2 separate regions of the Mus musculus genome follow, and region 2 is linked to region 1. A link is a contact called in public HiChIP or PLAC-seq data. All regions are on one chromosome and are shown on one strand. The core of a region is the stretch at or near the end of the contact, and the rest is flanking DNA. Distances in the headings are between cores, read along the strand shown. Region 1 overlaps Adgrv1 (adhesion G protein-coupled receptor V1). Region 2 holds the start of Lysmd3 (LysM, putative peptidoglycan-binding, domain containing 3).

Evidence for each region. HiChIP or PLAC-seq counts read pairs in DNA pulled down with a chosen protein or histone mark.
Region 2: an H3K27ac HiChIP or PLAC-seq map of microglia shows a contact between it and region 1, with 4 times the contacts expected there. The contact joins the promoter of Lysmd3 here to the enhancer-like site in region 1. A contact is called at or near these places in 1 of 39 promoter capture datasets (neural stem cells), 1 of 484 Hi-C or Micro-C datasets (myeloid progenitors), 3 of 115 datasets of contacts at active chromatin or transcription factors (extraembryonic endoderm stem cells, microglia and pancreatic cancer cells) and 1 of 9 other capture datasets (liver).

The regions. Positions count from the first base shown.
Region 1 is chr13:81,134,218-81,139,405 of GRCm38.p6, reverse strand. All of the region lies in intron 87 of Adgrv1 (adhesion G protein-coupled receptor V1), which reads left to right. Among named protein-coding and RNA genes, the nearest start is that of Gm32639, 33 kb to the right of the region's middle. Within about 2 kb of position 2,450, at least 150 of the 459 cell types and tissues checked have an H3K27ac peak or open chromatin away from gene starts, as enhancers often do. A contact at or near this core is called in liver, microglia, myeloid progenitors and 1 more, where this site is marked.
Region 2 is chr13:81,655,293-81,660,480 of GRCm38.p6, reverse strand. Lysmd3 (LysM, putative peptidoglycan-binding, domain containing 3) reads right to left here and starts at 2,675. Exons shown (of 3, transcript NM_030257.1): 1 at 2,545-2,675.

The sequences.
Region 1 (5,188 bases), core at 1,201-3,700:
CATAGCAGCCTCCTCCTGCATCTCACCACAGTGGCACCTCCCGCAGAGCTGAGAGCCTGTGGCATCAGAAGTGCAGAGGAACTTGCAGTTCAGCACATAGTGAAATAGCACTGAAGTGAGCAACCTTATCTTGTCTTTAGAGTACAGGAAATGGTAGCAGGGGTGTGTGTATGTGTATACATGTGTACTTGTGTATGTATGTGTGCATCTGTATATGCATGTACATGTGCGTGTGGCATATGTGTGTGGTCATGTCTGCCACAGTGCATATATGGAGGTCAGAGGACCACTTCTAAGAGTCATTTGACCCTTTGGACCATGGGTTCTGACCATCAGGTTTCCATGGCAATACTTTTACCCAGTATCCCATATCACTGGCCCTACTGTTCTCTGTATTTTATCGGTCACCACCTTCCATCTTGCCATAGTCATGCTAGGATTACAGATACATGCTGCTACCAATGGCTTTATGTGGGCTGTAGGCTCCACACTTTCCTCATGCTTAAGCTGTGAGTATGTTATCCACTAAGTCATGTGCCCAGACAAGAAGGGTTTTTAATTAAAAAAAAATTATTATATCATTTCTAGAATTGGATGGATAAAGAAAGTCTGTGTTCCTACAATGTCACAGCTTCTTAAATGTTCAGTTGCTTCTGAAGGCTAAACTGCTATAAGAAATTTACAGAAATCTTTTTTTGTTCTAAGACAAGGTCTCACCTTGTCTAGGCTGCCTCATATCTTGACCTGGCTTTGAGCCTGTTGTATTCCAGCATCAGCTCCCTGAGGGTGACATGATAGGCAGATGCCACCATGACCAGTTGCTAGACACTTTTAAAGACAGTGAGACTGGAATTTTAGAGTTCTAGAACATACTTTAGAGAAGTTTCGGTGCAGGCTTCTTAAATTTCCATATTTATTTAACAAATTTATGATGACTGTATTTACTTTCTATTTCTCATTTTTATTTCAAAGAAATTGTGGGCCACTACTACAACATGAAGCTATATCTCCAAGAAGTCTTTCCATTTGCCCCCATTGCTCTGCTCCTCCCGGTGTCCCACATATTAGATCGGCACCATAATTGCTAAAGAATGAAAATCATTTCACACTGAAAACAGATCTTAAGCTAGCAGTTAGTGTAGCCATCTCACTCAGAGGTATGAAGATACAAGCTCAAGGTAACTTACTGATTTGCTCAGGTCCACAGAACCAAAGTTGATATCAAGGACTAGTGTTATCTAAAGTTTTCATTCTCTCCTTTCGTTATAAATGACAAGGGCAACTGATAGGTCAATATACAAAGGCACTTTTGCTCTGTTCCTAGAAAATGAACCATAAAATACACTGAGGAGAAAAGAACAATCATAACAACAAAAGGCTGAACGTCATGGCACTGAGCAGCTCAGTTCAAGTGAAAATATACTATAGTGTTTCCTCCCTCCCCATCCACAGAAGTAACAGTTGAAACCAGCAGAAAATTCTGCCTTCCCTAGGATCCTATGCTCAGTTTCCAGCAGTAAAGAGTGGCAGTTACTGGAATCTTCACACAGCACATTAGCTGTGGTATCTTGCTGAAGGGGCTCACAGATATTTACTTAAACAAGCCATATAGCTCCCAGTAACTACAGTAGAAGGCCCAAATGGATCCTGTTGATTGTTTGAAATTATAATTCTAAGCAGGGTGATTAGATTTTAAACAACGCTACAAGCAATTCTTCCAGGGGCCATGAGGAACTCATGGCGCTGTGAGACTGGCTTCCTTCTAGCACGTTCAACAGTCATTGTGACTTTAGGAAGGAGGCAGAGGGAGCTGTTTAGGTGATGGATTAACGGGATGGTAGTCTATTGATTTTGAAAGCATCCCAATTTTCATTATGAAAACAAATAAGGATTAAATGGTTTGGGATAAGTCTTGGTGCTTGCTGTACACCCAGCTTCCTGATTTTGTATCCTGAACAAAAGCTACCAATTCATCTTGCTTTGCTTCATGTGCAGCACACTGCACTGTCTAGTTATCTACCTGTCTTACATATAAACTCTGCAAAGGCCCCCTTTACAATAACTCATATCTCTACTAAGTCGTCTTGCACTGGGCAGAGGCTCAGCTGCCTGATCGGTACCTAAAGAATAAAGTCCATGGGTAAGAAACAACCCCTGGAGGGTGGGGTGGTAATGGGGCTTCCACACTGATAGTAGCTACTTCATCTTTGGCTCGAGGCAGTCACTATCTCATTACCGGGATTTTGAAAGCAGGAAGTTGTGAACTACAAAACAGACACCTGTGGATGATCTGGAACTTGGACGCCTGCCTCGTGACGTTAAGGAATCAAACTGTATCTTACTGTGTGTGCTGCCGGCTGCTTGTGAATGAGGCCCACCCGAGCACTGCCTTTCCCTTGTTGCTCCCAGCCCTGTTTTTGTTTTCTGTTCTTCAGTCCCTCTCTGTTTTCTACAGCAGCAGTTCAGAAATGACGGGGCCAAGTCACAGAACAATCCTGTCTCTAGCCCAGTGTTGCAAACAGATTATGTCATGTGTTGGCCTTCTTCCACAAGAAGAAAAAAACAAAAAAAACTTACAAGAAGCAAAGCCACTTCTCAAAGCAAAGTAAACACACAGCCCATGACTGGCTGCATCTGGCACATGAGGAAGTATGTACTTCCAGTGGACCTAGTGTGCTGACTGTGGCACCAGCTTCTCTTTCGAGGCCACCAGACTGTCTTGGGCTGACCTCATTTCTCCTTTTAACCCCACTCCCAGTCTATCATTTGGTCAAGCAGGGGACCTTTCCTTATTTCAGCTCCTCTAAGTGGGACAGTGCCCCTGGCTATCATCAGCACAGTTCTTAGGGAAAAATGTTGGATGATTAAATGTGTTTTTAATATAAACGTTGTTTTGGTAGTACACACTGGAAAATGATGAAGTATGTAAATAATTTGAAAATGTCAGGCTGGGGATGAGGTGCTAGAACTTGTTAGTCATCTCAAGACCAGATTTCTCCAGAGCAAGTGGATTTGTGGGAGAGGAGCGGGGCACTAGAAGTTTCAAATAAGACACTGAATGTAACTAGGATTTAGTGAGGATCATATCCTAGCCTTATAATTAAGATTTACGGGCTTGACTGTCAGAGCAGGGGAACTGGGAGAGTGGGTCTTCAGGGAACGGCCCCAGGCAGTGGAGGACAAAGTGCCAAATGAGGGGAAATACAGAACATGACGCTGCAGGGGTGGAACCAGAAGAGATTACTATAAATTAGTGAGTGCCCAGAAGACTTCAAGGAAGTGGTAGGTTAATGCTGGATCCCGACCAAACAAACAGAAGACTTGGAACCATCATAAAGGGTAAAATAACGTGGAGGGAGGGGGATGGGCATGACGTCATCCACCCCGCGCCTCGGAACGCATGTGTGCATGGTTTGTTGATTTGGTTTACAGTAAACTGTATTTAACAGCTTACTGACAGAAAGTACATTTAACCAGAATAAATTTTGAGGATTATTTAAGACCATCAGGCTCTTCTCTCTTCCCTCTTTCCTCTTGCCTCTCTTCTCGCTCTTTCCTCCCCTCTGCTGATCGTTCTCCTCCTAAGTTATAAAGCGGCTTTTAACATGTACATACTGTGTGCCCAGCATGGAGCTAAGTGCTCCAGGATTCCACTTCCCAGGGGTTAGGAGTGTCACTGACCTGGAAGTGAAGTAGGCCTCTCTGACCGGCGTACTTAAGTCTCTGCTCTAATCATCCACTTCCTCTCTGAGCCTAAGAATTTTCAATGCATTCTCTGGCATCAAGTCATTTACCCCAAGAACTCTGTGTTATGATGGCCCTGACTTTAAGTTTTCTCCACCTCCAAGGGCCCAGAGAGCTCCATCCTTCCACGGGTTTGTATGTCAGGAGTCAACCAATACAGATAGGAAACATTCTTAACAAATCATACCTGTACTGAACACAAACCTATTTGTCTTCTTGTCATTATTGCCTAGATAATATAGTATTAATGTTATATTTATATAATCTGTATAAAACAATTTATACAGACCCTACCTTGGATTAGGTATTTCAAGTAGTCTAAATGACATATGGAAATATAAGAATTTGTGCATCAGTATATGGAAATACTTTCAAGAAGGACTTGAACATGCACAGGTTATGGTATCCTCAGTAGAACCCTGGAGCAACCCTCCCCACATACAGAAGGATCACTGTATCTTCATAGCTATTGTTTATGTAAACAGTATTGCTTACATGACCCATCTGTTCTGCTTAATGTCCTAAATGTTTCTCAAAAGTTCATGTGTTAAAGGCTTGCTCCCAGAGGGTGGTACTCCAGCAAGTGTTAGAAACATTTGGAGGTAGAACCTAGTAGAGAGAAAGCTAGGGCATGGCAGGCATGCCCTAGAAAGGTGCTATTAGGACTCTGTCCCACTGAGCCCTATTGCCCCTCAGTATTTACTAGCTGTCATGAGATAAGAAAGGTTCTCATGCCACACACTTCTACCTTGGTGTTGTTACCCCTCCCCCACTCCACCCCACCCCCGTCGGCGTAAGAACAGTGAAGGGAGCTACCAGGATCTGAAGCTTTGAACCAAAATAAAACTTTTGTATGAGTCAAGTTTATCACAGCAGTGGAAACTTTCCTAACATTCTCATTGTTGGGTTTCAAACTTGAGACAGATGGCTGAGGTGCCTATGTGACACATCAAAAATTGTCCTATCATCTCAGTCCCTAGCTGTTACAGGGCCTCCTGGCTAACATACCCCACCCCACCCTAAACTTCTCCAGGCCAGGGACTGGGCTGCCCTTGCTTGCTCTGTAATCTGACCAGTTTGGTAATCTGTTCCCTGCCTTCTACTCTCTTTTGGGCCTTCTGCCTGGTTCCCCTCTCTCCCCTCTCCCTTTCCCTGTGCTGTCTCCTTACATGACTCATATTATCTCTGGACTCCCACATATGTAATAGGCTTTCTCCTCTACCAAACCTGGGAGCAGTCATGTTCTCCCCCTTTTATTTCTTTCTTTCATTCACCTGGTGCTGAATCTGGGACCAGTCATGTCCTTACCTATTTCTTTTTGTTTGTTTGTTTCTTTTTTTATTCACTCCTCAAAAAGACATGATACACATTGAATTTTAAGATGTATTTTTATTGTGTAAAGTGTGCTCTGTGTATGTATGTGGATGCCAGTGGAAGCCAGAAG
Region 2 (5,188 bases), core at 1,426-3,925, 520 kb before region 1:
GTACTGGCTTCCCCATTATTATCCATGTAAGAGTAAGATGGAGTAAGAGGGGCTTTTGCAGATAAAACAAAATTCAAACTCCAATGTATCTCAGTCATCAAACAAGAAGTTAAAAAGTCTCCACAGCTAAATATAGTACCGTTCTCTTACAACCTGGAGGACAGAAGAGCTGCACAGAGATGGGCTTTGGCTATTTTTCGGGTAGTTTTCTTTGTCGGTTTGACCGAAACTAGAGTCCTCTGAGAAAAGGAAAGGATACTTCAGTTGAGAAAAGGCCTCCATCCGAGGAGCCTGAGGGCAAATCTGGGCGTTGGGGGTTGGGGGGAACTGAGATAACATTTTCTTAATCAATGACAGATATGGAAGAGCCCTCTGTGATGCCACCTCTGGGCTGATGGTCCTGGGTTGTATAAGAAAGCAGGCTGAGCAAGCTATGGAAAGCAAGCCACTAAGCAGCATCCTCCACCACGGTCTCTCAGTGCCTGCCTTGGCTTCCCTCAAGGATGGATGGAGATGTATAAGCCGAAGAAACCCACTGTGGTAGTTTGTATATGCTTGGCCCAGGGAGTAGCACTATTAGAATGTGTGGCCCTGTTGGAGTAGGTGTGTCACTGTGCGCATGGGCTTTAAGAGTCTTATCCTAGCTGCATGGAAGCCAGTATTCTGCTAGCAGCCTTCAGATGAAGATGTAGAACTCTCAGCTCCTCCTGCACCATGCCTGCCTGGATGCTGCCATTTTCCTGCCTTGACTTACTGGACTGAACCTCTGAACCTGTAAGCCAGGCCCAATTAAATGTCCTTATAAGAGTTGCTTTTGGTTATGGTTTTTATCACAGCAACAGAAAGCAAACTAGGTCAATCATAATAAATTCCTCAAAGACAGCAGAACAAATGTTAAACACACAAGTGTGTTTATCTCAGTGAAGATAACATCTTCCAGCAAACTTGGAAAAGCAGTGCGGGGGGTGGGGAGGGGGAGGAGAGAAACCATCAAAAAATTATGCATGGATCCTGGAATGCAAAATGGGTTTAGAAGGATGGATGAAAAGAAACGAAAACTAAAATAAAAAACAAACAGACAAGGGAGGGTGGCAGGAGACAACTAAAACTCAGACAACAAAAAGATGATATTCTCTATGTAAAAACATACCTATTTCATTTCATAAAATCCAGCCCTTAAAATCCAGTTTCTGACCTTGCTTTACAGGGACACTGTATATCTTTAAAAGTTGAAAAGTCTCTATTTAGATAATTTATTAACAGCTATATTAGTAGCTTGCTTCAGCTGCTCCCACAGGGGCTAAACTATTGCCAAAAACCACTCCAAATTTGACAGATCCAAGCTAAATGAGAGCCACGTTTCACATCTCAGTTTAAAGTAAGGAGCACACCTGTTTCTACAAGGACGCTTGCACTCCCTTATCTAGGTCTTTTCTAAAAACAAAATAAAAAGCCCACATCTTAGATGTAGAGGATGTCTGTCAGTTTTGTGGAACCAGTAGCAAGTTGCATACATACATACATGTACTACCTCAGGAAGTATCTGTTTCAGATCCTCAAAAGCATCCATCAAAAGCAGAAAAGATTAGATCTAAAGCAATGCATATGGGTGGTTACGTTGCCTTAGGTATGCTATCCCTCTAAAGCGCTCTCCCTCCCATTCTTAGTACAGCTCTCTGAAATTACTGACTAATACCCAGAAGCCATTTGAAACAATGTGTTCTTCTATCAGTCTTTCCCTCACCATGTCTTAATCAGGAATCAAAAGACTCCCGTCTTCGCGCATCTGTCTCTATTCCTCTAAAATGACAGGAAAGCAAAATAAACAATCTGGACACTACGGTCTGACTGTTCATCTGTAATCCAAGTGCCAAGCTGCACTTTGGCCCAGTAAGGTAATGACATGTCAATCTACTAAAGATTAGAAAGTACACGGAATCAAAGCCATCAGCCTCAATTCTCTTTACCTCTCTGAATTATCTATGGAATCTATGGCTTCAGAAAACTAGAACATGTTGCATACTGCACTGCTGACAAACGTCCTGAAAGTGATCATCAATGGGTATCGTGAGCATGTTTTCATCCACCCGGTCTAGACCGGAAAGCGACCTCTCAAATCCCTAGGTACTACATATTAATTGCTGCATATTAATATTTGGTCTTGACCTTCGGCAGGGAGCAAGAGAAGACTCACAGGGCACAAGCCAGTTCAGCACTTAGGACAGAATCACCCCGATCCTATTCTCCAGGGCCAATTTTAAACCTAAGCAACAACTGCAAACTTCCTCCCTCTTCCATTCCACTCGCTTTTATTTTTATTTTTCCCTTTCCTCCGGACGTCCCCCGCAAAGATTACATCTCTGATTTCTAAGTCGCCGCGTCAGACTGGGACGCTTCGGAGCAGATGCTAAGGGGACAGGCAGAATGGCCCGGAAAGGGCTGCCCAAAACCGGGAGGTAAGAGTCCTTCCCGAACCGGGGACAGCGCCCCACGGTGACCCCCCGATCGACGTCCTGCCCCGCCCCGCCCCACAGCCACCGTCACCTGTCCTCTAGCAGGGGCGCGGCGACACGGTTATGTCCTCCACCACAGCCGCGGCCCCGGAGACGTTCATGACCGACTCTAGGTTCTCCGGTGTCTGGGTCCGCTTCTGCCACCGTCGCCGCCGTCGCCGCCGTCCCCGCCTTCCGCACCGACAGCCGCCGCCACGTCCGCAAACCTGCGGTGCGTCATCGCGTAGAGTAGGCGGAGGTGCGAGGGCGCGGGCGGAGGCGGGGAACCCAGAACCCCGCGGCCAACCGCAGGCCCACGCCAGCACGCAGGCGCGCCGATGCGGCCGGGGCGGGGCCTGATTTCAGCCCCGCCTCTAGCCCCGCCCGTCCGGGGGCCGCCGGGCCGTGTTGGACTCCTGCAGTCTGTGAATCTAAACCCAACGGGTCCTCCTGGCTAAGAAACGTACTGAGCGGAGGGCATGCTTGAGGAAGAGCCAATGGAGAGCCGCTGTGCATTTCTTAATGCTCTGTATCTGGCACTTTCTTCTCGGTGGGGCAGAAGAAAGCAAAAACACTGGGCCGTGCTTTACCATATCGAACGAGCCCTAGAGCAGCAAACAAGACAGGCAGAGTGCCTTGGGTCTGTAGGTCAGCAGAGTGAGCCACCTAGCCAAGCTAAGCTCACAGTGCCCTGGAGCTGCACTTTGATGGGACAAAGTTGTCAACAACTTGTAACTAACCTACTTGGATTTGAAAATTAACAGGACGCCATTGGTGTTGCACTATCTATGGCAGTGAAATAAATACCTCTCTTCTGACTTTTTTTTTTTTTTTTTTTTTTTTTTTTAGAAATTTGCCGAAGTGGTAAATACAGTGTTTGTATTTATGCGAATGATGTATGACATTTTAAAGGTGCACCTGGTGTTTTGTGCTGACGACCGACAATGCACTTGACTAAATGCTTACCCATTTAGGTCAACATTGCCTAAAGACGTACCACACTTTTCTTTACAGTCCGAATACTTAGTAATTATAAAGCCTTTGGAACGCTGTTCCAATTTCCAAAGGGTTTTTTGTTTGATTGTTTGTTTGTTTGTTTGTTTGTTCTGTTGGTTCCTTGGTCGGTTGGTTTTCTGAGAAGTGCCTCTGCAAGGACTGGGATTTTACTTACATTGCAATAAGCGCCTTTTACTTGAAAGGACAAGGCACTGTGCTGAACAATGCTACAAAGAACTCCAGGCAAAGACAACCGGGGAAAAAAAAGTTTGCCCAAGTTATTCTTTGAGCTCTTGCCCCTGTGACACCGCTGTCTGTAACCATTTATCACGGAGACATTTTCTCATCAGGAGACAAAGGATATATTCCGTTCTTGATGTGTAGGGCCTCGGCTGTTCAGGCCTCATGAATGTTAATGGAATGCAACCGTCTTTTTGCAAGTAGGTTACTTTTCTTATTTTAATGTCAATAGGCCATGGAATCCTTGGGAGAGTCTGAGGGAGAACGAATTCCAAGCATTTCTTCAGGACTACTACCTGTTTGCTTTGAAGAAACATCCTACACGAGATCTGCAAAGCTTTTGAATGATTGTTTGTATCTAACTAAAATCGAGTATTTGTTTACCAAAAGGGCACACTATGTGTATATTTTATTATTAGACTATACAAAAGAAGCAGTTAGCCACGAATGTTGGCTGAGTTCCAGAAAGTTGGCCGGTAAGAACAAGTATTTGTCTTTGGAAAAGAGGGTGTTCTCAGCAATCCGAAGGCCAAAAGTAGTAGGTTTTTTTTCAGATCTCATCTGCTATGTTGTCCGTTAAAATTGTTCAGTTGAGAAGTACATGATTCTAGGAATTTGTAGTTTTATAGCTAACATTTAGACTGAGACAGAGTAAATGCAGTGTTGTAGAGAGTAAATTGATACCACTTGTGAGGAGCACTGTTTGCTAAAATGCATTAAAATTAAAAATAAAGTTAACTAGGGTTTAACTTTGCTTAGTACCTGCCTTAAATTCACTGACACATAACACTTGAATCAGATTTAACAAATAAGTTTAGGAATGTTTATCAGATTAATGTCAAAAGGAAAAACAATCAGAGTGCTCCTCAAAGGAATAGCAGGATCCTTTGACTTCCTTAAAACAATATAGTACTTGATCAAAAGATTTAGATTCCTCTTTCTTTACAGATTTATTAATAAATTTGTCTCCGAAAAGGAATATGTACGAGAAATATATTCCAGCCATTGCAGATTTAGTTCTTTTTTAAAAAACAAAATCCTGGGCATAAGAACATGTGCTTGGAGCAGAAAACCTAAATAAAAATCCAGACATGGCTGCATGTGTGCCTGTAACCTTCTGGGTTCTGGGGTCCAGGAGAGTGAATTCAGAAGGACCACTGGGACTTGCTGGCCACCAGTGGAGCTTCACAGTCCGTAGACAATTCTGTCTGAGAGGACTTAAGCAGCAGGACAACGGGACACCTGTCTTAGTTAAGGTATCCATTGCTGTGACAAAATTCCATGACCAAAAAGCAAGAAGAGGAGGAAATGGTTTCACTTCCAAATTGCTGTTAATCATGGAAGGAAGTCAGGACAGGAACTGAAACAAGGCAGAAACCCAGAGGCAAGAGCCGATGCAGAGGTTATGGAGGGATGCTGCTTACTGGCTTGCTCGCCATGGCTTGCTCAGTCTGCTTTCT